Regions from separate parts of the Mus musculus genome. Here regions 1, 2, 3, 4, 5 and 6 are each linked to region 7. Evidence: chromatin contacts called from public promoter capture Hi-C data. All regions are on one chromosome and are shown on one strand. The core of a region is the stretch at or near the end of the contact, and the rest is flanking DNA. Distances in the headings are between cores, read along the strand shown. Region 1 overlaps Asic2 (acid-sensing (proton-gated) ion channel 2). Region 2 holds the start of Zfp207 (zinc finger protein 207). Region 3 holds the start of AI662270 (expressed sequence AI662270). Region 4 holds the start of AA465934 (expressed sequence AA465934). Region 5 holds the start of Taf15 (TATA-box binding protein associated factor 15). Region 6 holds the start of Myo1d (myosin ID). Region 7 holds the start of Ccl2 (chemokine (C-C motif) ligand 2).

The links. Promoter capture Hi-C pulls out the DNA fragments that hold promoters and counts their contacts.
Region 1: a promoter capture Hi-C map of hippocampal neurons shows a contact between it and region 7, with 2.4 times the contacts expected there. The contact joins the enhancer-like site here to the promoter of Ccl2 in region 7. A contact is called at or near these places in 8 of 39 promoter capture datasets (the 3T3-L1 cell line, embryonic stem cells, frontonasal cranial neural crest and 4 more).
Region 2: a contact with region 7 is called in a promoter capture Hi-C map of the 3T3-L1 cell line, with 7 times the contacts expected there. The contact joins the promoter of Zfp207 here to the promoter of Ccl2 in region 7. A contact is called at or near these places in 2 of 39 promoter capture datasets (both in the 3T3-L1 cell line).
Region 3: a contact with region 7 is called in a promoter capture Hi-C map of hippocampal neurons, with 5 times the contacts expected there. The contact joins the promoter of AI662270 here to the promoter of Ccl2 in region 7. A contact is called at or near these places in 5 of 39 promoter capture datasets (cranial neural crest, hippocampal neurons, liver and 2 more).
Region 4: a contact with region 7 is called in a promoter capture Hi-C map of hippocampal neurons, with 3 times the contacts expected there. The contact joins the promoter of AA465934 here to the promoter of Ccl2 in region 7. A contact is called at or near these places in 6 of 39 promoter capture datasets (the 3T3-L1 cell line, 3T3-L1-derived adipocytes, hippocampal neurons and 2 more) and 1 of 115 datasets of contacts at active chromatin or transcription factors (the NIH/3T3 cell line).
Region 5: a contact with region 7 is called in a promoter capture Hi-C map of liver, with 2.1 times the contacts expected there. The contact joins the promoter of Taf15 here to the promoter of Ccl2 in region 7. A contact is called at or near these places in 4 of 39 promoter capture datasets (the 3T3-L1 cell line, hippocampal neurons and liver).
Region 6: a contact with region 7 is called in a promoter capture Hi-C map of hippocampal neurons, with 3 times the contacts expected there. The contact joins the promoter of Myo1d here to the promoter of Ccl2 in region 7. A contact is called at or near these places in 10 of 39 promoter capture datasets (the 3T3-L1 cell line, 3T3-L1-derived adipocytes, embryonic stem cells and 5 more).

What each region holds. Positions count from the first base shown.
Region 1 is chr11:80,882,454-80,885,960 of GRCm38.p6, forward strand. It overlaps Asic2 (acid-sensing (proton-gated) ion channel 2), which reads right to left. Exons shown (of 10, transcript NM_007384.3): 8 at 969-1,048. Among named protein-coding and RNA genes, the nearest start is that of Gm51909, 14 kb to the right of the region's middle. Within about 2 kb of position 2,213, at least 9 of the 459 cell types and tissues checked have an H3K27ac peak or open chromatin away from gene starts, as enhancers often do. A contact at or near this core is called in hippocampal neurons, where this site is marked.
Region 2 is chr11:80,381,449-80,385,141 of GRCm38.p6, forward strand. Zfp207 (zinc finger protein 207) reads left to right here and starts at 1,831. Exons shown (of 12, transcript NM_001130169.1): 1 at 1,831-2,047. The coding sequence starts at 2,007.
Region 3 is chr11:83,221,075-83,225,023 of GRCm38.p6, forward strand. AI662270 (expressed sequence AI662270) reads left to right here and starts at 2,502. Exons shown (of 4, transcript NR_015519.1): 1 at 2,502-2,577; 2 at 3,136-3,236; 3 at 3,378-3,557.
Region 4 is chr11:83,289,500-83,293,412 of GRCm38.p6, forward strand. It overlaps AA465934 (expressed sequence AA465934), which reads left to right and starts at 2,200. Exons shown (of 3, transcript NR_028363.2): 1 at 2,200-2,334; 2 at 2,475-2,598.
Region 5 is chr11:83,471,112-83,474,895 of GRCm38.p6, forward strand. Taf15 (TATA-box binding protein associated factor 15) reads left to right here and starts at 1,997. Exons shown (of 16, transcript NM_027427.3): 1 at 1,997-2,095. The coding sequence starts at 2,089.
Region 6 is chr11:80,777,921-80,781,600 of GRCm38.p6, forward strand. It overlaps Myo1d (myosin ID), which reads right to left and starts at 2,105. Exons shown (of 22, transcript NM_177390.3): 1 at 1,778-2,105. The coding sequence starts at 1,872.
Region 7 is chr11:82,033,716-82,037,445 of GRCm38.p6, forward strand. It overlaps Ccl2 (chemokine (C-C motif) ligand 2), which reads left to right and starts at 1,862. Exons shown (of 3, transcript NM_011333.3): 1 at 1,862-2,022; 2 at 2,768-2,885; 3 at 3,211-3,730. The coding sequence starts at 1,947. The coding sequence ends at 3,463.

The sequences.
Region 1 (3,507 bases), core at 963-3,462, 1.2 Mb before region 7:
GGAGGCACACCCAGCCCATCTGTGGTATTGCCCATCTGTGGCTAAGGACGTGGAGGTCTCCAAGTAATCACTGGGGCAGGGCAGAGCTGGCAAGGACCTATTCACAGGTAGGTTAGTCTACTAACTCAGCCGTTCTCTGGACAGCTGGCCCAGCCTGGCTTTCTGCCCAGATTCCTCTGGGCACAGTGGTCCTGGGCAGGCTTACTCTTGCCTGGGTTAGGAAGTTGGAAGAACTGACATGCTCCTGGGCCTCTTGTTTGAGAATCTTTGAGAAACATGGCCCCAGGCACCTCTAATGGTTATAGCCCCTCAGTCTGTGAGTGGCAGAAGTGACTGGTAGGCATTGTAGTTTCCTATCTGGGGACTGATGGGTTTTCCTGGGGGATGCCTCCTCTTGTGGGCTGGCTAGGCTCTGGAAGACAGTTCGTAGAAGACAGGCATCTCAGAGGGCAGACTTGTGAGTGGTGTGTACTCCTGAGTGTGCTGTGTGTGGTATGCAAATCTGTGAATATGGTCTGAATGTGTGTGTGTGTGTGTGTGTGTGTGAGTGCACACATGTGTGAGTGTTGTAGGAATGCATGTGATACATGTATGCTTGAGTATGATATGTGTGTGATGCATGTGCATATAATATGTTGGGTATGATATGTTGTATATAGATGTGGACTCACCAAGGATATGAAACCCTGCCCTGGTCCCTCTGTGGAAGGGACTCAGGGCTGTTGTCTGCACAGCCTGACCTCTTCTCATCACTCCACTCCCTCTCTGTGATGTAGGACAAGTCCAAAGAGAGGAGGAGGAGGGTGACCATTTCTTTCATATCCACTTCTCCTTAAGATTCCTGCCCCATGCTTAGGAGAAGTGTCTTTGTGTGGATGGAATGAAGCTATTGCCTTAGCCAGGCTTGGTTCTGTGTCTGGGTATTCCTCCACCTTGTCGTTTCCCCTGAGGGTAACCCCAAATCTTACCTCGTAAATGTAATCAAAGAGCTCTAGTATTGTAAGGATACTAGCACCAATGAACAATCCCATTTGACCACCAATGTCACCTGCAGAGGAAGAGGAGAGACCAGAGATTGGGTTTTACACAAGATCCAGGAACGGGTAAAGAGACGATGAACTCAGAAGCCAGAGCTCTTGAGTGTGCCCCCTCTAAGGTTAGCCTGAGCCTGGCTGTGGGAGGGCCAGCCCTTTGCCAGGCCCACCTTCACTTCCATTGACAATGAGAGCCGAGTAAGTCACTAGCCAGCAGGGTTGGAGCTGGCCACTCACGGATGAGGTCCACGAGCCTGCATGGGAGTGAACGAAGTCCTGAGTGGATGTGAATCATTGACACAGGCACTGTCACGCTGAGGACCCCAATGCTGATCCCGCATGGGAGAGGCAAAACCTTCTTTGGGTGAGGATGGCAAAGCCTGCTTCAGGTCTGTGTGTGAATGTAGATAGTGTGTGTAGAAAATGTTCACTATTGACATCTCCCCCAGATGTTTACAACCTGAAGACTGCTCCTACTGAGATCAGTGGAGCCTGACTCCTTGTTCAGCTGTATATAAGAACCCTACCTCCTTATTCAGCAGTGTGTAATAATCCTGCTTATTTGTTCCGCTGTATGTGATGACCCTACCTACCTAGGTTCACGATGGCCTCCTTTTGTTCCTGTCCATCCCCTTTGCTCTAATGCAAGCTTACCGAGTAGTGCATATGTCTGTAGGAGCACATCAGGTGTGAGAGGTGCCATTTGCACTGGTGTGCAGCACATCTGGATTGCAGTTAGCATAGACAAGGTACAGAATGTGGGGAGGCAGCATGTCTGATCATCACTTTATATGAGTGCATACCTCTTTCTAGGTACACAGTGGGTATGTGTGTGATAGATGTGGCTGGAGTGTGCCTGAGTGTGTACAGCATGTGTGAGAATTGTGTAGGTGTGGGTGTGTTCCTGTGTGTGCTATGAAGGTGTATGTAATATAATGAGTATGTGGGCATATAGGCATGAAGTGTGCCTGCCTAGGGTTGCTGTGTGCATGGATGTGCCTCTGAAGCTGTGCAGTGGGACGCGGGGCGTGCAGCTGTGTGTGTGTGCCTGTGCGTGTGCGTGTGTGTGTGTTGGCTCTGGAGCATCATGGGCACATGGACCTGTAGGTTGGTTTCAGTTTCAGTGTGTATAGTGTGGGCATTGACATGGAGGTGCTGGGTGGCATGCATATGGGGCAGTGGTGAGAAAAGGCAGAGCCAGGCCTGATGGCTGAAGGTTTGTATGTGGCACATACTTCCCTCACAGGAGGCACAGATGGCGGCACCAATTCCTCACAGGCTATTCTGGGCAGGAACAAGATGCTGGGAATAAGCTCATCCTGATATCAGATGCAGACATGACAGATTCAAAGCCTGGACCCTTTTGTGCTCTCTCTCTCTCTCTCTCTCTCTCTCTCTCTCTCTGTGTGTGTGTGTGTGTGTGTGTGTAGGACAGGGAGGGAGGGGGGAAGAAGAGGGAGAGAGAGAAAGAGGGGTGGAGATCCAACATGAGTGAGCAAGGGTGGTGCGTGGTGGTGCGGTGCCAGGAAGGAAAGGGGAAATGACAGACCTCCAGGGGTGAGTGAGGGGCGTGGCTTATGCTATGTTGCTCAGGGTCTTGAACCACATTACCTAGGAGCCTAAGTGACAGCTATCTCCACACAGCTGGCACTTTACAAAGTTTTGTCCCTACCTTTCTTGATGGAATATAGAAATGTTCACATGGCCCTGGTCATACCAGATGTGACTGGGGTTCTGGCATGGTGACTACCCAGGTGCCACAAGCTGATATTGATGGACTTTATCTGAGTTAACTACCACAGTGACCTGAGTGTGATGGGTGATCTCCATTGTCAACTCGGCTAGATTGAGAAGCATCTGTGAGATTGGTAAGGCATACCTGTGGGTGGGTTTTAAAGGACATTTCTAAGATGATTAACAACTCTAAATATGGGAGTCACCGTTCAATGGGTTGTGGGCCTGGGTGGAGTAGACAGGGAAAAGAAAAACGGAAAAAGAAAAAAGGAAAAAGGAGAGTCTGCTGGCACAGGCATATTTCCTCCTTCTTTCCCTCCCTCCCTCCCTCCCTCCCTCCCTCCCTCCCTCCCTCCCTCCCTCCCTCCCTCTCTCCCTCCATCCTTCCCTCCTCTTCTGCCCCCTGTCTTCTGGCTGACATGTTCTGGCTGTTCTATCAATCACATTATTCCTAGAACCCTGGACTAAAAACCCTGAAATCATGAGCCCGAACAAGCTCTTCCCCTCTTTAAGTTGTTTCCTTCACGAAAAGTCAGACCGACAGGGTAGGCGATAGGAAGCCTGCTTTACAGAAACCTGAGGTTCAGCAAGGGGGAGCCCCTTGTCGGAATCTTCACAGCTACCCCCCAGAAGGGTAGCTAAAAACCTGATCTTCCTTCTATACTTCCAGGTGGAGCCTGCCCCTTCCAGGATGCTACTATCACTTAGTTTGCACTGTGTCCTTTCTTTAGAGTGGGTA
Region 2 (3,693 bases), core at 581-3,080, 1.7 Mb before region 7:
GTTTCATGGATATATTCCCTGATTTTACTTCTTTTTTTTTTCTTTCTTTCTCTCTTTTACTGATTTGTTTATTGTTTGTTTGTTTGATAAGACAGGGTTTCTCTGTGTAGCCTTAGCTGTCCTGGAACCCTCTGTAGGCCAGGCTGGAGATCTGCCAGCCTCTGCCTCCCAGTGTTGGGATTAAAGGCAAGGCTGTGACTCTACATTTTTAAAGCACAAGCTTGTAGAGTCCTATTGATTCCACTTATGGGGTTCATCTCATGAAAACAGGGTAGTGTCCTAGCAACCGTATGAACTCAGAAACATCAGATTCTCATAGATCTGTGCAAACACAGTATAGGTTGTCCCGAAGACAGAATTCAGACAGAATTGAAAGGCAACCTAAGACTTTGGGCGGCAGTATTAGAAAATTGTAAAAGTTAAAAAAAGGAGTAATTAAGCCAGGCAGTGGTGGTCCATGACTTTAATCCTAGCACTTGGGAGGCAGAGGCAGGCGGATTTCTGCTTTTGAGGCTAGCCTGGTCTACAGAGTGAGTTTCAGTGCTCTTAACAGCTGAGCCATCTCTCCAGGCCCCTCAATCTTACTTTTAAATGAAGTTTCATGTATCCCAGGCATTATTTAATTCACTATGTAACTGAGGTTAGACCTTTAACTCCAGCCTCAGCCTCCTGGAATTCCCTGATTGCAGGCATGTTCCACCAACATTTTTTGTTTGCGAACCTTTCTGTGGTTTCAAGAGACTTCAGCATATACAATATCCAATTCTCTTACACTCTTCCTTGCCACATTTTCCAGGATTATCTTTTGCCAGCAACACTTTTCCTGTCTTGTTACTTTTAAGTTCAAATCCTCAAACACTGCATTTTATCAGTAATTAAAACTTCGATACAAGGTTTCTCTACATAACCCTGAATGTTCTATGTAGGCAGGAACCTGGCTATACATTCAGATCCACCAGCCTCAGCCTTTTGAGTGCTGGGATTAAAGGCATGCACCATCCATGCTTGGCTCACTGCATTTTAAAAAAAAAATTTTTTTTTTTTTATTCAAAGACAAGATCAGGCTTTGTTCTCCAGGCTAGCCTCTAAGTCTTAGCCTCATAGCATTTTCTGTCTTGGCCTTCTGAGTGCTGGGACAACAGACACAAGACCCAGGTAATAAGATAACTTAAGCTTTCTCCCACTGCATCTTCTTTCATCTTTCTAAACATTCCTATGTTCTCCGAAGCCGCTTAAGGATTGCCTTTTTGCGATTCTGAAGCACTTCACATTTCCCTTATCGCTACTGCTGATCTCACCCATACTGCTTCCTAGACTGTGGTTCACTGAAAAAAAAAACGGTAACTCTTCCTTGACCATATACGCCCCACTCCCGAAAGGCAACTGAAACAAGATTTAAAAATTGACCAGGTCGCAATCCGGGCGTGTGCCTTTAATCCCAAACAGTCGCTGGCAGGCAGAAGCAGGCGCATCTTTGAGTTTGAGGCCAGCTTGGTCATTTCCTCTATCAGCAGGGCTATGAAGAGACCCATCTCAAAAAATAAAAGCAAAACACACAACAGCAAAAAACAAAACAAAACAAAACCCAAATTGACCATGTCCCAATTATCTTTATTTATTTGTAATCTATCCTTAATTATACTCCTAATCTTTTCCTCCCTTCAATTTGCATACGGGATAGCCGACGTACTGGATGACCCAAGCTCTAAAGGATCAGCGTCCTCAGCCCGGGAGCGCCACCACCACTTAACCCCATTAAGATGGCGGCAGCGCCCGCTCAGCCACTCAGGGCCGAAGCCTGCGTCACGTGACCCGCACAGCTCTCACCGCGGTGGCTGATGGGAGGTGGAGATAGAACGAGGGTGTCGGCCATTTTGTGTCTGTTTCCTGCGGGACGCGCTGGTGGCGGTTGGTGTGGAGAACTCTGCGAGTCTCTTGGGTTTTTTGTTTTTTGTTTTTTCCAGCTTCTTTCCGCCTCTATTCTGCCTGTTCTGTAGGGCGCAGTTATGGGTCGCAAGAAGAAGAAGCAGCTCAAGCCGTGGTGCTGGTATCCTTTGTGGGGTTGACGTGGAGGCCGAGCGTGGGTGTCGCTTCTTGAGAACACAAGTCTGATAGGTTTGGGTTAAGCCTGTTTGGTAGGGCCCGGCCGGGCCCAGCCGAGCCTTTGTGCTGTGGCTGGGTTAGGATTTGGGGTGGTTTCTTGTAAAATGGGGTTCTTCGGGCGAGAGGGCTCCGGAGTTTGGTGGCGCTGAACTCGGTGACTCAGGCGCTTGTTTGTCGCGATCATTGGGCCTGGAGACGTTCCCCAAGTGCAGTCGTCCCTAAGAACTCCTGTCTCCGTTGTTTCGTTGAAGACCCCACAAAGGGACTTGAGTTTGGGGTAAATGTCCTGACTCCCTGGATAATTGAACTGTGACTAGCCCCCCCCCCCTCGCGGTGAAGAATCGGCTTCCGCCTCTCTTTCGGGCGCCTTAATCTTGGGGAAGCGGTTGCTTAACTGGGTGGAGTTTCTATTATCGTTACCCAATTTTGTAGGACTGGTTAAACTGTTAAGAAGGAAAACAATTTTCTCTCTTTTTTTTTTTTTTTTTTTTTTGTGGATAACGTATTACGCTAAACTGATTTTTTTTAATCTATTACAAGAAAACTATTTGTCTCAAGACAAATTTGTTTTTAAAATAGTTAAGTAGCTAAAAATCCGTCACGAATTATTTAATGCACTCACAGAAAAAGTCTTGCGAGGTCAGAACTCTTAGTATATGCGAATTTACATTTCCTGAATGCATAGATTAATAATGAAACTGGAAGAAATTTTATGGATTCTTAGTTGAATGTGCCCTTTGTCATGAGTTGTATAATGGATTATGAATTCCCAGTTTCAACTCTATTGTATATTTAATGAATTGTGAAATTGCCTCCCCCCCCCCTCTGTCTTTTTATTTGGGATTGGGGGTCTGGTTGTCTGGAAATTGCTCTGTCCACCAGGCTGGCCTCCGCCTGTCTCTGCTTCCCCAGTGCTGGGATTGAAGGCATGGATCACCACTGCCCAGTTTGAAGTTGCCTTTTCTTTTGAAAAGAAATATTTTGAGTTAGTCTTGCTGTCTGACCTGGCACTCAGAATAAATATCTGCCTTTGCATGTGGAGTGTTGAAATCAAAGGCATGGGGTATGCCAGGCTAAAAGATTTTTATTTGGGCTTATGATCTTAGACTGCATACCAAGTTTATCTAGTTCAGATGTAGTCATTCCTGCCACAGATTGCCTGCAGTGTGCCACTGGTCCTGGCTCACTTGATTTTGGTTAACCCTTTCTCCTTCATGGAACTCCTTTTATTTGTTTTTGTTCTTTAAGACAGGTTTTCTCAGTGTGTCTCAGTCTGTCCTGGAACTTGCTCTGTAGGCTAGCCTGGCCTGAAATTTAAGAGTTCCACTTGTTTCTGGCTCCCAAGTGCTGCGATTAAAGGCACTACTGTCTAGCTGACACTCTTAGCATGTACATTTGTAAATGTTGAAATAATTTAAAGGTCAAAATTTGGGGTGTGTGTGTGTTCTTTGTGGCAGGGCTTCATGCTATGCTGGATCACAAAACTTGAACTCTTGGTTCATCCATGTAGCCTGACTGCCCTGGAACTTACTCTGTAGATCAAGGTGGCCTCATTCATATTTGCCTGGTTTTGCCTCCTGAGTGCTGGGA
Region 3 (3,949 bases), core at 1,252-3,751, 1.2 Mb after region 7:
ATGTGGGTCATTTACATACATTCAGGCAAACACTCATCCATAACATAACATCCAAGTAAGTAAGTAAACACAGTTTTGACATTCTTAATATATTTGTGGACCTGGAGAGATGGTTCAGCGGTTAATATCACTGACTGCTCTTCCTGTGGTCAAGTCCCAGCAATGACATGGTGGCTCACAACCATCTGTAATGGGATCCAATGCCCTCTTCTAGTGTGTCTGAAGACAGCTACAGTGTACTCGTATTAGTAAAATAAGTAAATCTTTAAAAAATATATTTGTAATTTTGATTTAATTTTGGATTCATCTCCCCAATCCAACATCTATTTTTGAAAAGAAAAAGTAATATCCCCATCTAATGGGTATATAACATATTACATCATCTTAGAACCAACTGTTTTCCTAAAACAAACATTGGGATCATAATTGTGGTTAGATTCCTAGTGATGATGAAATTGTAAAGTGAACTTTTGTGACCACGATGCTCTGTACTTAAAATGAAAAACAACAATAAAAATGCAGAACCTGGAATCTGCTGACACCCTTGAGCCACAGGCACCTCCCAACAAACTAAATCATACAGGACACTGCCTTATCTCACAGTCAAGTCTGTGACAGCCACATGTTGCTTATGTCCCAGAGTAGAATCATGCAGCATGTTTTAAATATATTGAAGTATAAGCTTTTAATGGCTCAACCTACTACTAGCTTTAACTTAATTCTTTGTTATAGATATTATAGATTTTTTTAACCATATCTGATAATTTATAAGTCAATCCTTTTAGTATTTGACCCTGGAGTTTAAAATCATGCCTGGGTCTGAAAAAGGTGAGCTATAACCCACTTTCAGAGCCAGCAATAACGAAGAACATTATAGAACAATTTGAATATTACCCATATTTAAACAACATTTGAATTTCTATTATATTAAATCCAGTGTTCAGGAAAACCAGAGGTGAATTCTGAGCACAAGTAACTGGCAGAAGGAATAAGAAATAACATTTATTCTTGAATTCGTGACCAGGCAGAAACTAGCATGCAATGGTCATGTACATTCATACACATAAGATCCACATCTAAACATACAGGGTAGAAATCAGACTCATCCATAGCTTGGACAGGAGCTGGTTCTGGCCTGATGCAGAAGAGGGACAAGGCAGTTTGGCAGTGCCTGGCTTCCATGTGGGACCCCAGGTTTTACAAAGCTCTCCATTGAGCCCGGGGATTTACTTGTGAATCCTTCATCCAACCCCATCCCCTTATGCATACTCAGTGTTCTGAGATGTGAAGTTTTTATCAATGCAGTTTTCCTGCTCCCAAGAAGCAGCTGAAGGTGGAGCTAGGCACCACCTGGAGCCCTGGGTGCAGCTGTGCCTTACAGCCCTGAGTCAGAACATACAAACATAGGATAGATACATAAGAGAGGACAATGACATGTAACGATTGGACTTCTTTCCTTCAGAGGTCCATCAGTCCCTCTTGTGTCATCTAGTTTCATAGCCTTCCAAGTCTTAACACACAAAGATGGATCAGATATTGACTTAAGAGACCAAAATATACATGACATCAAAGACAACTGTAACAAATGACTAGTGTCTCATAGAGGTTCCATCAGTCTGACAAGGAGAATGTAATGGACAGGAGTCTGTTTCAGAGGCATCCTTGCATAATCCCTGGAGTACCAGGCATCCTGGGGAATTCTCACTTTAGCTGTGCAACTAGACATTGGAACACTGATGACTGTGCCAGGTCCTTGGCCACTCTGATTTCTGCCTCCCAGCATCGCCTGAGTGCATCTGCAGGGTTTATGTTTATACTGGGTTTTGCTGGGAAAAAAAAAAATGAACGCAACCACTTCAGGCCAAATTTAAAGCAAACATTTATGAAATATTAAATACGGACCAAGACTACTGAGAGGAGCTTACAGGCTTGCTGTATGGAATCTTCTCAGGAGAGAGAAGACAAAAGGTCATGACTCTTGATTTCATCCACTGGCCAGCACTGAGTAAAACCAGGACTAACGATCTGGCACCAAAGGTAAAAGCAAAATCCTTGTAGTTGAGTTAGGGGTGCATTATGTGAAGGTGGCTCTCTATATACTCAATGTTGAGGGATAAACCATCAGCAAACTAAGCACTAGCCAGACAGCTGAGTGCGAGCCGGATCTTGGTATTATTTCTTTTTTTGTTGTTGTCGGGGTTTTTTTGTTTTTGTTTTTTTGTTTTGTTATGTTTTTTTGTTTTTTTCGAGACAGGGTTTCTCTGTGTAGCCCTGGCTGTCACTGGCACTCACTTTGTAGACCAGGCTGGCCTCGAACTCAGAAATCTGCCTGCCTCTTAGTATTATTTCTGTGGCCTATCAGAGGTCCTATATTTTGTAAATATTAGACCTTCTTTACTTGCTTATTGGCTGTAATAAAGAGCTGACAGCCAATAGCTGGGCAGAGAGTGGAGGGCAGAACTTCCTGGGGAGGGACTCTGGAAAAAGAAAGCAAAGGCGCCAAAGTCGCCTGGGGCCTCGGAGATGAAAGATGGACCTGAACAGGAGCAGAGACGCAGAGCTGGCCACACATGGAAGGTAATGCCAGGACAAATCGGGATGAACTAGAAAGTTGGTTGGAAATCTGCCCAGCTATAGGCTTAAGCTTTAAAATACCCGATAGCCTCTGTGTCATCATTTGTACTGCTTCTGGGTCAGAAAGTCCTGCTATATAACTGAAATCACACGGGGGGCCTCTTTAGAAGAAACTGACCAGTGCGGAAGGAACAATATCCTCAGATCATGGAGAGCAAGAGAAGGAAACACAGAAAATAACCATGAGGCCTGAGAAATGTTTTGAATGTATGTGAGATTTATCACATCCTTCCTGCAACCGCTCCTGTCACCCTCCCTGAAGGCTGTCAAGAAAGGACAAGGAGACCAGCATGTGGTTTTAGTTTCTGCCACAAGGCTCACATGAGTCCCTCTGTATCGCCTGGCTGGCCCTTCCTTCCTCCGCATCCAGGCTAACTTTAAAATCCAACCTGAAGGTTTTAAAAATCCAATTATAAGTTAGCCTATATATTAGATGGGGGGGGGGGGGAGGAAACTTCATATTAAAAGCCCTGTATAAAATGCACTCTTTACTGCATTGAGTTTGGTCAAGAGTTTTCGTGGCTGCCTGTTAGTTTGTGTTACCAAAACGAAACATTGAAACATCGGCATGGAAGTTTCTTCTAGGAGCCTGCCCCCAGTTGGTAAGTGAGGAAACATGCATGCCCCTGCCTGAATTAAGGGGGAGGGTTGGGTACAAAAGCAGGAAGTACGTAAAGATATGTGTTTGCTTCTAATTGGACCTGATGGGAAAGCCAAATGGCTTTATGGGTATACGCCTTTAGATGACTCTGCAAACTACCTCTGCCGCCATTTTCTGGGGACCCGGAGTGGTTCTGGGCAAAATCCTTCATCTTGGCTGAATGAAAAAGAGAAAGAAAGAAAGAAAACATGACTGGTCCTGGTTTTCGGCGCCATGTGTATGAGAAAAAGAAATAAAAAGAAAGGAAGAGGACTGGTCCCAGGTATAGTGGAAGAGAAAGTTTGTGGATTGAAAGGGAGGCAGAGCCACGGGGCAGAATCTTCTTGGAGCGTCCAGAATGAACATGTCCCTAGCTTTTTTAGGAGATGGAGGAGAGGGAGGGAGGAAAGAGAGGTACCAGGTGCAGCAGCCCGGGTTGGCATTTTGTCTAGGCTCTGCCCACAGTTTCTGGCAACAGCCAGGTATACCTGACTCACTATAAAAGGGACTGCTTGCCCCCTCCTCACTTTTGCTCTCTGCTCTTCTCCTCTTGCCCTTGCTCCCTTACTCACTTCCTCCCTCTCCTCATTCCCCTCCCTACTCTCCACGTGCTCATGGCCAGCCACTACTATCTCTGCCTTTCTCTGTCTCTACTCCCTCAACTCACATCCCTAT
Region 4 (3,913 bases), core at 950-3,449, 1.3 Mb after region 7:
CCTCTGGAGGAGCAGTCAGAGCTCTTAACCACTGAGCCATCTCTCCAGTTAGACACTATTATTAACCTTTTTTTTTTTTTTCTTTGCAGAAGGGAAACTGATAGATTGAAAGTCTGTTTCTTAGTTTTTCTCTAATCTTGTGTGTGTGTGTGTGTGTGTGTGTGTGTATACATGCGTGTGCAGGACCAATGTACCCAGGAGCCACTCCAGAAAGCTAGCTATGTATGTGCTGCCCTGATGAGAATCCTAAATGACATGATGTCTGAGCTAGAGTCAAACTGAGAATGGAGACAGAAAGAGGAAGGATAACTCAGGCAGAGAAAATAGCACACACAAAAGAACACTCTCTTCTCTGTCTTTCAACTATGAGGGTTAAGGATGATCTTAAACCATATTTGGATGGTGTACTGGCTGGTTTTACGTGTCAACTTGACACAGGTTGGGGTTATCACATAGAAAAGAGTTTCAGTTGGGGAAATGCCTCCATGAGGTCCAGCTGTGAGGTATTTTCTCAATTAGTGATCAAGGGGGAAAGGCCCCTTGTGGGTGGGACCATCTCTGGGCTGGCAGTCTTGGGTTCTATAAGGGAGCAGGCTGAGTAACCCAGGGGAAGTAAGCCAGTAAAGAACATCCCTCCATGGCTTCTGCATCAGCTCCTGCTTTCTGACCTGCTTGAGTTCCAGTCCTGACTTCCCTTGGTGGTGAACAGCAGTATGGAAGTGTAAGCTGAATAAACTCTTTTCTCCCCAACTGCTTCTTGGTCATGATGTTTGTGCGGGAATAGAAACCCTGACTAAGACAGATGGTCTAGTATAGGCAACACTTTGTTACTTCCTATGCTCCCTTTTATTTCTTTGAGACCCTTTGCCAATCCCCTATTGATCATCACAATCCTTGTTTGTCACCTCTCCATTTCCACTGTCATTATCACTTAACTCTTCTTAGCTCTTGAAATCAGTTTCGGAGTGTTTACACTGTCTCACTCTGAACATGCGTGTACACTGTTTCCTTAAATATTACTCTGATCACTTCATTACTTGGCCTCTGAAATATTCAGTCTCCCTCTACTCTTCAAGTTTGCATCCAACTGGTTTGTGCTCTTAGCAAAGTCTCAGCCTGTCTTCCTAATCTCCTATCACTAACACAGGAGTCCTTAAACTTTGCAGTGACTCAGAATTGTTCCTGGAGTGCTTGAAGTATTCTATTGGGTCAGTTATGGGTCACAATCAATTTGGAGTTTTTACTATTACTTTTTTACACTGGACGACGGACGATTAACAGGTCTTTGCTTGTTTCTAGAGTTCACGGAATTTTGAGAAGCACCCCAACAATGATTTTTAGCTTTGCCAACATTTGGAAAACTAGATTTTTCAGCTAACTCATCTTGAGTTTAATAATTTTCTTGATCTTTCTGTCTCTCTATACTTCTGACTATCCTGGAGCTCCCTATTAGATCAAGGTGGTCTCAAACTAAGATATGCTTCTGCCTCCTCCTAAGTACTGGGTTTAAAGGCGTGCATCACCACGCCAGGGGGGAATCAGGAGATCTTAAGGCTCTTCAGGACCTAAATGAAATGTCTCTTCTCCCAGGAGATCGTCCGTGCTGGCCTTGGCAATTTGATATTTAGCTGCACTTTTCTCAGGGCATCTTTAATTATTTAGAATGCCCAATACCAGGGTTTGATTACCAGCACTCACATGGCAGCTCACAACCATCTGTAACTCCAGTTCCAGAAGATCTGATACCTGTTTCTGATCTCTGCGGGCTCTGTGTTGGCATAGTGCACAGACACGAATGCAGGCAAAACACACATGTATAATCACAAATAGATCATTTTTAAAATCTGTTTTTTTTTTAAAAAGTGTTCAAGATAGGAGTCTCTCTCTTCTCCCCATTCTCCATCGAAGCAATGGTAAAATCACTACGCCTAACAGTCGCCCGGAGTCCCGTGAGTAGAGAATTGTGTAAGAAGAAAACCAGCGTCGCTTTCTGAGCAAAAACCACAGGCCTAAGTCGCGAGACACAGACCCAGACGCCTAGAAAGCCCGGGGAAGCAGCCTCCACCTTTAGGTCAGCTCCACCCCTTGCTTTCACTTCACCTTTCGATTGGCTGCTCTTCATGCAGGCACCGCCTTATAGTTGTCACGTGAAGCTCTGGCTGCCGTGGGATTGGCTTACTGACGCGCGCGGGGCTGTGGGATGCAGGCCCGAAGAGGCGGAGGGGAGAGGACGCGGGAAGCCAGTGTGCCCCGGACGCAGTGTCCTAGCGCTCATCGGGTCATCCTCTGCAGCCCAGATTGTCCCTGTCCAAGACTGCGGAATGAAGAATCCAGGTTGGGAGCCGATTGAAGCCCCGACTCCGTCCTCAGTCCTCTTTCCCTACCAAGGATGGCTTCAGGCTCCCGAAGTTGGCGGGTTTGGACTTTTATCTTTTTTTTTTTTTTTTTTTTTTTTTTTTTTTTTTTGCTTTGAGAACCTGTGTGTAAGTCCTCTCTGGTCAGCAAAGGAATCTGTGCAGAGCGCCATGAATTAGAGGATGGGGGAATGAGTGCTTGAAGATGCCCGAGGTATGGTCCTTATCCGTGTGACATTTGGAGGTAAGATGGCGTTATAAATTGTGCTCATGCATTTCTAATTAAAAGCCATGGGATTAGGCTTACCAAGGTCACTTAATTGAACCCTTTTGTTCCAGGCTGTTAACACGCTTCCCCAGTTCTTTAGGAACTCAGTGAGATGGGGCTGGTGGGAGAGATGGGGGAAAACTCGTGAACTGGCGCATAGTTGGCACACCAGTTGCCATGAGATGAGTGCTGTGAGGCAGAGAACTAGGTACCTGCTGGCATGGCAGGAACTTGGAATCAGGTACCACCATGTCTGTCTGGATCTTTAAGCGGAATCGGTTTCACAAACTTTGCTTCTGTAATTCAAAGGGCAGAGCCTTCCTTTGGGATTAATCGAGATAAGGTTTCCTGTGTAAAGTGGCAGCAGTATGGAGAGGCAGAGCTGACAGCAGGAAGGGTTTCTCTGGGGCAGGGGAACACAAGCTCTAATAGTAGATTTGAGAACTTTAATAGTCTAGGTTGGGTAGTCTGTAAGATTCGTTAGGATTATGTTATTAACTAGTTAAGGGGTAAATGGGTTATTTTGGGGTTTTTATTTTGTTGTTTTTAAAAGATTTATTTATTTCATGTATATGGGTACACTGTCGCTGTCTTCAGACATGCTAGAGGAGGCCCATTACAGATGGTTGTGAGCCACCATGTGGTTGCTAGGAATTGAACTCAGAACCCCTGGAAGAGCAGTCAGTGCTCTTAACCACTGAGCCATCTCTCCAGCCCCTTTATTTTGTTTTAAAGACAGAGTCTGTATAGCTAGCCCACCATGGCCTCAAACTCAGGATTCTTCTGCCCCAGCCTCCCAAAGCAGTAGGATTACAGGTGTAACCACCACTGCCCCTGGCTTGATTTTTGTTGTTTTGGAGGTTGTTTGGTTGTGGTGATGGTCTTTCTGGGAATTGACCTAAGGCCTCATTCATTGTTTTGAAATCCCTTGAATACCACAGTAGTTTGTATATTATTTCCTGGACCATGGGGAGAAAGTGGATGCTTTAGTGACTGAATTACACTTTTATAGGTTTAAAGTCAGCATATATATGTGCTGGAATCCAGGGAAAACAGAGGCAGAAGACCCACTGAATCACAGTGTTGTGAAACAGATGAGCTTTAAATCAGTTATTGACCCTATGCAAGAGCAGCCAGTGCTCTGAACCACTGAGCTATCTCTCCAGTGCCTGTAGTTTCACCTATTATTAGTAAAGGGTGGATGTTGAGAAGTTAGAGATGGAAAAATAGAAACCTGGTATTCAGACCTTCCTAATTCTGCTATTAAGTGGTATAGAGCTTTAGAAGACCC
Region 5 (3,784 bases), core at 747-3,246, 1.4 Mb after region 7:
TTTCCCAGGTTCTACACACAGAGTAGATCTTAGGAAATGGAAACTGGATAATGATATAAACTTACACTGTCAAAGATGAGCAATACTCTGTATATCTTTCTTAAAAACAAAAACAAAATTAGAACCCAGAAGATCTTTCTTTCTCCTGTAGCCTGGTTCTCTACAATTGCATAAGCTCTTCTCTGGGTTCCTCTCCTCGATACAGATGCTAAAGTACCATGGCTCATAGTCATGAAAGAACTTTTATTTCTTTATTTCTTTAGCCTTGCCTTTTGGTCCTGTCTAAAGGTTCCTAAAATCCTCTGTCTATACAGATACAATGAGGAGAAAGGACCTCATGCTCTTTTCTGACCTGAAGGTATCAATTCTGAACTTACCCTTTCTTTGCTCCATTCTAGTCTTTTCCGCTTGGTCCCTGTCACAGTGCAGGACACCTCTATCTGGCCATTTCTTGCATAGGCTTTCATGGCCTCCTAAGTGTCTGTGACTTCTGCACTTCCCTCTGCAGTTACTTTATGAGTCCAGTGCACTGCGATCTCTCTCACTAGCATTATTATTAAGCCACTCAAGTGATCTTCCTGCTTAAAATATTTTGTTTTAAGACAAAAATAAAAAAGGCCCTCTGCAGTCCTGTGTGTCCTGGAACTCACTATGTATACCAGTTTGGCCTCAAATTCAGAGGTCCTCCTGATTCCACTTTCTAGTACTGGGCCATGCTACCTCAATTGGTTTTAAAAATTATCAGTGCTGGGAATTGAGCCCAGGGACTCAAGCATGTTAGGCCAGGCTTGGATCACTGAGCAAAATTCTTAGTCTCGCTTCTCTCTCCCACTTTTAGGCACCTCGCAACTCCAACCTATTCTTCATTCTACAGCTGGAAAATACATATCTAATCTCCACCTTTTGAAGTTCTCTAGTGGGTGGATCCACCACCTTCAGGACAAAGTTCAAACTAAGAGGCCTCAGCTATATACCCTCCTACTTTTCTGGCAAGTTCAACTTTTCTCCCCTGGAGGCTACACTTCAAACATATCAAATTACTTGTTCTACACCAAGTCTGGACAGATCTTTTGCCCAATTCAACTTGAATAACTCATCACCCAGGTCTTCGTTCAGGTGTCACTCACTCGGGGAAATGTCCTTGCAGATTCTCGAGTTTTCCAAGCCCTTTTCCCAACTGAGCTTACTCTACGGCTTTCCGGTAAAACCCCTTAGCAACAGGGTCTGGTTACCAGGCTTCAAAATTCCACCTTTGCCCTTGGTTAGCCTCAGGCTATCCGGCTGTATCCGCAACTGGGGGAAACTATTTCATCAGTCTGTTGTGCGAATTAAATGAGATGATGTAAGGCGCTGACAATTTAAGAGTTAGCTGTTACAGAGGACTAAGAAAGATCCATTCCCGTGTCTCCTTATTCCCGGAGCCAGTTATGCGCGTGACTTAGACTGAAGTCACATTTTTGTTCTGGTCTCACTTCGATTTTTTTATTGGACAAGGTGGTTATAACAGCCCCGGAGGCGATCAGGTATGGAGCTTGTCACGACTTTCGTTCCGCTCGCTGCCCAGACTCGGGACGCCCCCAAGTGGTTCAAGTTCTGCAGCAAGAGCCCGAGCGAGGCCGACCACACCATTCCCGATTTTAAAGGAAGAATCGACTTTCCCAGGCATTAAGTTCTTATTTATAAAAGGGGAGCCTCGTCTTTCGCTTCATAGCTTCAAAGTCTACCAGACCCGGTAAAACTAGAACTGGGGTTGTGAATGGGGCGGAGCGAGCTGGCTCGCTTTCCTCCCCTAGCCCCAGGAGGGCATTGGTACTTTCCTCTCTCAATTCCCTCTCAATAATGGTACGGTCGCGGAGGGGAGATCCGGGAGGACTCTAAGGCTCGGCGGAACGGAGTGGCGTGGAATCACCCCTCCGGCTTCGGCGCAGTGGTATCGCCTGCCGCGCGCTGATTGGCTGCCGAGGGCCCGCAGTCGGCCTCAGCCCGCCGCGCCGCCCTCAGAGCAGCTCCAGCAGCCGCGCCGCCTGGCTTTTCGTTTTCCTTGTTCTCCGCGGGCCGTGGCGGGGCTCCGCGCCGCGGCTGTTAGTCATGTCGGGTAGGTGACTCCGTCAGCGAGCAGCGGCAGCGGCGAGAAGGGGTCCGGTGGGTTCTGGCCGTCTTCCCGCCCACCGGAGGGCCGCGAGGGAAAGACTCCGGCCTGAGGGAGGCTGGGGTGGGGGGAGGGAGGGGGGCGGCCGCGTCGCCGCCATGTTGGACCGGAGGCACGCACGCTCCCAACGCTCCCTGGCTACAAATCACGGCGGGAGCGCCCCGGAGCTCTTTTGATCCTGCCCTTGGAACCTGGGGAGATGAGCAGCTCCCCGGGGAGGGTGTGTGTGAGTTGGGGGGGGGGCGGAGGCCCGTCTACGCCATCGTAAGGGCGGGGGGAGCCGAGATCTGAGCATCAGCCTGAGGACTGGGGGCTTCGGGTCCTCCGCGCCGACTCAGATCTCTCAGCGAGGCCTCCGGCCGGTCGTCTCGCCACCTCGTTCCTCTGTTTCCCCATCCGAGAAGTGGAGCTGGGCCTTCCTGACTCACCCATTCATCAGGTGGGAGTCTTACGCTCTGGGAGCCCTTTTCGAAGCACTTTGCCTTACCCGAAGTCGCGCTACGGTCATTCCCTCTGCTGTAACCATTGGGGTTGCGGGGCGGTGTTTGTTTATTGGGCTTCACCTTTGTACTCCCTCCTCCACTTGTTAATCTCCTGAACTTAGAATTAAGCCTTGCCAGTTACTGACGAGCACTTTTAGGTCTTCGTGGCATTTCCCTTAAGACTTTAGAGACCAAGGACAGCGTCTTCCTCAAATTAGTATTTATAGAGGCCACTGCTGTGTGGAAGTGAGGCTTTCCCCCCTCCGGACAGGCAGTCTGGGTCCTGTTAAACCAGAACTTAAAAGTCCTCTGAATTCTAACAGTTCCAGTTGACCACATAAGGTCCTTTCTTTGGGCTACACTTACAGGTGGCAAAGACAGACCCAGAACGAGAGTTCTTTACTTCTGAGGAAAACATTGCCTAAAGCCATATGGCTGAGATGACATAATGACTTTGGTAGTTTTTCACCTACTTATGAGAGAAAGGATCTCATGAGGTATCCTTGGCTCAACTGGAACTCGATATGGAGTCCAGGCTGGCCCCAAACTCACAGATCCACCTAACCGCTGGCACTAAAGGTGTGCACCACTATGCTTGGAAGATTTGCCCTTTTATTAATTAATTGGCAATCCTTTTCTAAAGGTTTTCCCAGTCCACCTGGAGGGATGTGTATGATCAAATCTGCAATTGGAGAAGATTCAAAAGGAGCGAGAAAGACGGGACAGAGAATGATGGTCTTCCCTCAGATTAGCAATGATACTGAGGAGCTAGAAATCTCATCTTTTTGGGTAGGGTACCTGTATGGTGGAAAAAGCTAGGCTGAAGTGAAGTTAGCTCTTTTTAAATTCTGCTTTTTGTTCAAACAAGGGATTATTAGTTCCAGAGGAGAAATTGGCATATTTTTTCCAGGTAAAGGTCCAGAAAAGGATGTACAAGTGCATCCTTAGGAAGGGTATATGTAGGTTAACCGTGACTTAGAAAATTAAATAGCTCTCTTCATGTAGGAATTACCAAGATTCAGTGTAAGCAGTGCTCAGGGATTGTTTGGGACAGGATCTTCCAGTGTGTCCTAGGCTGGCTTTGAACTCATCATCTTTTAACAGCTTCCTGAGTGGCATTGCAAGCTTGCTACATTTGGTCCACACTGTTGGT
Region 6 (3,680 bases), core at 855-3,354, 1.3 Mb before region 7:
AATCCATGACCCACATATATGAAGGGGCTAGTATTCTGCTATGTCAGTTTATACAACTCAGGAATCCTCTGATTGTAATTTTTAAAAGAGAGCCTTGAAAAACTCTCCAGACTGACCTCAAACTCATTTCCCGGCATCACACACACGCACACACACCCTGAGAAGTAGGTGGGATGATAGGTGAGTATCCTCAGATTCTAGAATTCACGGGGACTCTTGGGATAGACTTTCTGGGGACACTGGGGGACTACATATAACTCCGCAACATTCTATTTAGGAATACTCTGTGTATCTTGAGAGCACTACCCTAGGAAACCCGGGGAGTCCTAGAATACAAGCACTGAAAACTCCTGGAAACGGAGGGCCACAGACAAGGCCAGTTTATGGCAGGCATGTGTAGTTTGCAGGCCAGTGTTCCTGCTCCAGACACAAGGAAGCCTGACGCAGAACAGATGAGGGCTGATGATGCAGCCCTGTTTGTTAGTTGATAGCGTGATTGCCTAATGCGCCAAGCCCTGGGTTTGATGCCTAGCACTACAGAAATCAAGTGCAGCAGTGCATACCTGTACTCCCAGCAGGAAGTAAAGGTAGGTGGAGCAAAAGTTCAAGTTCACCCTAGCCATATTGCAGAACAGAACATATGAAATTATTTGTTTTGTTAATTTAAAAATTAAAACAGGTTTTTTTAAAAATTACAGAATTGTAGTTGACAGTAAAATTGAGGTAAATATCCAAACCTAATTATGATTTTCAGGTTTAAGTTTAAAAAGTGATATTTGGCTATAAAGTTTACAAGTAACAGACAGAGCAAAGCTTCCGGGAAAACACAAACAAACAAATAAACAAGTAAGCACACGCTTCAAGCTGAAACTCCGTTTCAGTTTTTTTTTAAAGTCAAAACACTTTAATACTCAGATTACATATTACTGTTTGAAAATGAAATAATTACGTATAGAAGACTTTCTAAAATAAGTTCCTCTTGGAAGCCCATTTTGGGGCATTGTGTTGTAACTAAATTCTCAAAGATGTCAGTAACACAAAGGCTCCATCCATACATAACTCCTTGAAAAAACTGAAACCATGGACGCCTTGTCAAATTCAGACAGTTTATCTTGGCACTGGCAAGTACAGCAGTCTCTTCGATGTCTGGAAACGGGTCTAATTACGTCGAATGAGTAACTAAAAAATAGCCCGTGTCCCGGAACAGACAGCTTAGGGTTCACTCCATAGCATCCTGAATGGTAGGATGGAACCACGCCAGAAAGAAAGAAAAGAGAAAAAAAAAAGAAGAAGAAGAAGAGGAAGGAAAGAAACGAGAAAAGAAAATCGAGCGTGAAAGCAGGAGATAGATGCCAGGCTCTTTTAAAACAACCTTCCAGTTTTCCTGGGGCTGCCAGGGCCATCACGCCGCTCCTAAGTTTTTCTTTTCCCTTACTTTTGTTCCATTAAGTCACCCGGTCCCGCCCACATCATTTACCTGGCTCAGGGCGGGCTGGTGCACCCCTAAGCGACCTCAAGCCCAGCATGCCCCTAATCAAGACACCACACAGGGACGACCCCAGACCCCTAAAGTGCAGTCCTAGACCTCATCACACCCTGGAGTCCCAAGGCCGCACCAAGGAAGAGTCCTCTCTCTGGGAGGCGTGACCACCCAGCGCCGCGGACCCCCTGTCACCCCGCCGCACTCACTCGCGGGAGCTGCTCGCCCCGGTCACCCCGAATCCTCAGCAGCGCCCCCTCTCGGGAAACCCCGGCATGGCTGTCGAGACGCGCTCACCTGAGCCTAAGGTTGGCCATGAACTCGGGCATGGAGACGGTGTCCATCAGCACGAAGTCCGCCTTGCCGAACTCAAGGCTCTCCTGCTCCGCCATGGCGCCGGCTCAGGTGGGAGCGCTCGGGTTGGGGCGGGGGTGCTCGGCACCTTTGGGCGGGGTCGGGCCGGAGAGAGAGAGAGAGCGAGAGAGACGGCCGCCACTCCTCAGAGCTCCAGCCGGCGCGGCTCTGAACGGGCGAGGCCGGCGGCTTCCGCTCCTCCCGCGGTGGCTGCGGGTTGTGTGGGGGCCGTGGTGGCGAGACGGAGACGGCGGCGGCTGGTCCCGCCTCTAGCCTGGGTCCCGCTGGGCCCCGCCCCGCCCCGCCCCGGCCGCTCGGGCTCCGCCCCGCCGATGAGCCCGCCCAACCCCGGCCCAGCCGCCTCCTCACCTGGGCGGCGCGCACGCGTGGGGCGGGGACGCGCTCTGGGCCAGCCGCGGCGGCTAAGCGGCAGCGCCCCCTAAAGACAGGCACGGGCATCTAGCGTGGCGGGGAGCCGTGTGGACCTGACTCTGGGTAGAATAGGCCTTGTTGCCTTCTTCAACCCCTGCCTAGTAGATGCCAACAAACTTACAAATTTACAAACTTATAACTTGAGCGGCTTTGGCGCGAATTATCCATTATGATTCCCTCACATTCTTCTGTGCTCATGTGCCATCCATCCTTGAAATGGTGGCTGAATAGTTATGGCAATGGTAGAGAATACTTCCAGGTCACCGAAATGTTTAGAGCTGTTCTAAGTGCTTTAGCAAACTTAAGTAACTTGTCACACTGCTAGGAAGTGGAGGAGCTGCGACTTCGTGGAGGTCATCTGATTTACGAACCCCAGCATTCAGCCACATGGCTTACTCTTCATTTCCAGTGGTCCATTTTTTTCCACTCATGTGAGCATGTCATCAGACTAGTACCTTATACTAGTAATTTTTTAAAAAATGTATGAATCATCTCCTCGGGATGATTGCAGCTTCTAGCATAGAGGACCATGTCCTAAACTTTTTTTTTATATCCCCCACCTCCACTCTCTACACATTCCAAGAAGCTTATAGTAGTAGTTTGTATTATAAATAAGAAATCCATGAAATTAGTTCCATAGATTGTAATGAGTTATGATCTCCAATTTCAAGACACACTGGGTGTTCTTAAAATGGTTTTTGTTGGGGGGAGGGGTGTTGCTGGAGAGATGGCTCAGTGGCTAAAAGCACTTGCTGTTCTTACAGAGGACCAGAGTTAATTTCCCAGCATCCACAACAATAGCTTTGCCTGTAACTCCAGTTCAAGGAGATGAGACACCCTCTTCATACCTCTGAGGGTACCAGGCAGGAACATATATACATGCAGGGACTCACACAGTCACATAAAATAAAGGTGAATAAATATTTTTTTTTTAAACTTTTCTTTCAGGGGCTGGTGAGATGGCTCAGCGGGTAAGAGCACTGACTACTCTTCCCAAGGTCCTGAGTTCAAATCCCAGCAACAACGTGGTGGCTCACAACCACCCATAATGAGATCTGACACCCTCTTCTGGTGCATCTGAAATCAGCTATAGTGTACTTATGAATAATAATGAATGAATCTTTGGGCTGGAGAGAGCAGGGACTGAGCAAGTGAGGCCTACCAGAGTGAGCAGTGTTGACTGGAGCGAGCAGAAGTCCTAAAAATTCAATTCCCAACAACCACATGAAGGTTCACAACCATCTGTACAGCTACAGTGTACTCACATACATAAAATAAATAAATAAATTTTTTTTTAAAAAACTTTTTTTCCAAATATAGACTATATTTTCCTGATGGATATACATTGTAAGGGGCATTGTCTAGTACCTGCACATATTTGGGCCTGTGTCTGTTAGGACCATGTTCTGTGCAG
Region 7 (3,730 bases), core at 612-3,111:
GCACAACTACTGCCTCCAATCCTGAAATAATTCACATATTTGAGGGAAACTGAGTGACATACAGGAAAAGAATTGGGCTAAATCCAGAACAATTTGGACACTAGTCAGGAGGAGGACAGTGACTAGCAAGATCATGATATAGGTGAACAAAAGGAGGGTCCCAAGAGGTACCGCAAACTAGGAAACTAACATCCATTGTGAGACATTAAATCTCATGTCCAAGCGGGCGTGGTGGCGCACGCCTTTAATCCCAGCACCTGGGAGGCAGAGGCAGGCAAATTTCTGAGGCCAGTCTGGTCTACAAAGTGAGTTCCAGGACAGCCAGGACTATACAGAGAAACCCTGTCTCGAAAAACCAAAAAACAAATCTCAGGTCCAGGGAAGCATTCTGGAAGCACCAGCCCCACCCCCACCCCGTGTCACCTGTGTTACCTATGGGTAATTAGGTTTTTGACAACTGACTATGCCTGGCTCCTGGTAAGCCATCACAATGCTGCTAAGGACCACTTGCCATGGAATAAACACAGCAGCTTGTTTGATAAAGCTTATTTCCTATCACAAATATATTAACTTCAGAACTGTTCTCTTCCAAGCATCCCCCCATTCCTTTACAGTCATTGTCTCCACGACTCTCTATGAAAGACAAATCTTGGGTACAACTCTGCCAATCAGGAAAGACTCAAAAGGATGCTACAGAGGAAGGAGGAAATCAAGATACCTGAGTGGAAGACTCCGCTCAGCCACTGGCACGCATGTGAGAGCGCCACTCTTTTTATCAAGAGTCTGCTGAAATGAATTCTAAGGGCTTTCAGATTTTATCGCTTTGATCACACTGTTTGTGAAGAAATCTAAACCTGGAAAGCTGAATTAAGCCAGACATTCCAGTTGGCTCACTCATGGTCCCTGGAAATCACGAAGGAAACAGGGCAGAGAGCTACCAGGAGTAGTAAACGCTAACACACAGGCTTCTAATTCATCATGACTTAACCAAAAGGCATGTTTCTCCATGGCCCGTTAGCTGTCTGTTAGTTTGAAGGTAATGTGATGATAGCCAGGCTGGAGCTACCTGGGTCCTGTTCCAGGGACTCTTAGGGCAGTTACCTACATGACCCTTCTGGACCTCAGCTGCCTGATCTGAGAATGGGGAGTAACAGCATCTACTTACCAGAGCTGGGGAAATTAGAGACTGCACTGTGAAGGGTTCCAACCACTCCTGGCCCAGAGTAAGCACTAGGTGAGTTTTATATAGAAATTTCTTCTGCACCATGAGCTCATGTATATGGCTTTCCAGGTCTGGACTTTTACAACTCAGACAGTTCATATCAATGTCACAAAGCTTCTTAGTGCTGCAAAATATCTGGTAACCACCAAGTGGAGAGAATGCTGTATTCAACAAGGCCTGATAACCAAGGACTCAGCCGACTTACTGGGGGTCCTTTCCCAGCTGCAAGGTTCCTTGAGCCAGGGGCAAGCTAGGCTGTGTTTCCAAGCATCTTCTTCCTAAGGACTTTAGGTTCCTTGGCCACTTCCTTTTATTTCAGTGAAAGCAGAGCCACTCCATTCACACTTGTGGTCACAGTAGTACAATTACTGCCAATTCTTCCCTCTTTCCCCCCCCCCCCCCCTACTCCCTGCGCAGCTTCATTTGCTCCCAGGAGTGGCTAGAAAAATACCAAATTCCAACCCACAGTTTCTCTCTTCCACTTCCTGGAAACACCCGAGGGCTCTGCACTTACTCAGCGGATTCAACTTCCACTTTCCATCACTTATCCAGGGTGATGCTACTCCTTGGCACCAAGCACCCTGCCTGACTCCACCCCCCTGGCTTACAATAAAAGGCTGCCTCAGAGCAGCCAGAAGTGCAGAGAGCCAGACGGGAGGAAGGCCAGCCCAGCACCAGCACCAGCCAACTCTCACTGAAGCCAGCTCTCTCTTCCTCCACCACCATGCAGGTCCCTGTCATGCTTCTGGGCCTGCTGTTCACAGTTGCCGGCTGGAGCATCCACGTGTTGGCTCAGCCAGGTGAGACCCCCCCAGCTCCCTTCCCAGCATATCACCCCATTTTTGAATTGTCGTGGATTGTGATAGCATAGTCTCACATGGTCAGGTACTTTTTTTTTTTTCTTTAACCAAGATAAGGAGCATAAAGAAGGAAGGACAAAGAGCCAACCCAATTACAAGATTGCTTCTGGAAAGCAACTAGAATTTTAATTGTTAGATCTAAATTTGGAATCACACCTTCATATAGTTCCTGTTCCAGTTACTTCCCTCAGTATTTGGGAACCTGGGTGATCAAACAGAGGCTTGGGTTGGTGCCTTTTTCCAGATAGAGGAGAAAGGGGAAGAGATCCAAGATCCGAGCTGTGTTTCACCCAGCCCTGCTTCCAGAGATAGCAGCTTAGCGGAGGTGGTTGGGATCAGAGATACTCATGATTTGATTTTTTTTTTTTTTTTTTTTTTTTTTTTTTTTTTGCAGCCTACAGTAATGTACTCAGGTAATCTTCTCAGGTCATAGTAATTTGACTTCTAACTCCCCCAAATGACAGTCCCCAGAGTCACATAGTTTTAATGGCATCCCTCTACCCAAGACTGTGAGCCTACTTTAAGCTGCAAATAACTGAGTCTGTTGTCAAAGATCACATCCCAGATCTGATGTATTGGCATTTATATCCCATCCTGCTGAAACTGCCTTCTCCCCGTGGTCCTTCTCTTCTCTAAGGTCAGAAGCATCTTTCCTGTCCTAATGTGCTTCTCTTTTACTCTCCAGATGCAGTTAACGCCCCACTCACCTGCTGCTACTCATTCACCAGCAAGATGATCCCAATGAGTAGGCTGGAGAGCTACAAGAGGATCACCAGCAGCAGGTGTCCCAAAGAAGCTGTAGTGTGAGTTACATACCCCGGCCCTCCCTGGTCCAAAGGTTTTTCCTTAAGAACAAGGGATGGTCCTCATATACTTATAGTCAGTCACACACTCAGATCCAATGGGGAAACCAAGGCCAAGAAGGCAAAGGCAGTTCTCAACAGCATTGTCTCTATGGCTGCTGTTCAGGCCCTTTCTACTCCACAAGCTTATCTTAGAAAACCTGCAGGAGAAGCAGGTCACTTTGAGTCCCCTTTTTCTACCTGCCCTCCCCCGCTGAGCTCTACACAGCCCCTCCATGTATACCAGACTGAACTTCATCTAACAGTGTCTTTTCTCTTCCCACAGTTTTGTCACCAAGCTCAAGAGAGAGGTCTGTGCTGACCCCAAGAAGGAATGGGTCCAGACATACATTAAAAACCTGGATCGGAACCAAATGAGATCAGAACCTACAACTTTATTTAAAACTGCATCTGCCCTAAGGTCTTCAGCACCTTTGAATGTGAAGTTGACCCGTAAATCTGAAGCTAATGCATCCACTACCTTTTCCACAACCACCTCAAGCACTTCTGTAGGAGTGACCAGTGTGACAGTGAACTAGTGTGACTCGGACTGTGATGCCTTAATTAATATTAAACTTATTTAACTTATTGATGTTATGGTATTCCCTTTCATGAATACTAAAATTTCTTAAATGCAAGGTGTGGATCCATTTTTCCCTCTCTGTGAATCCAGATTCAACACTTTCAATGTATGAGAGATGAATTTTGTAAAGATGAATGGGTAAACTTTGTGTTTGAGATTCCAAGGTATTGTTTAAAATATTATTATGGATATTCCTTATTATTAAAAGAAATATATTATTTTT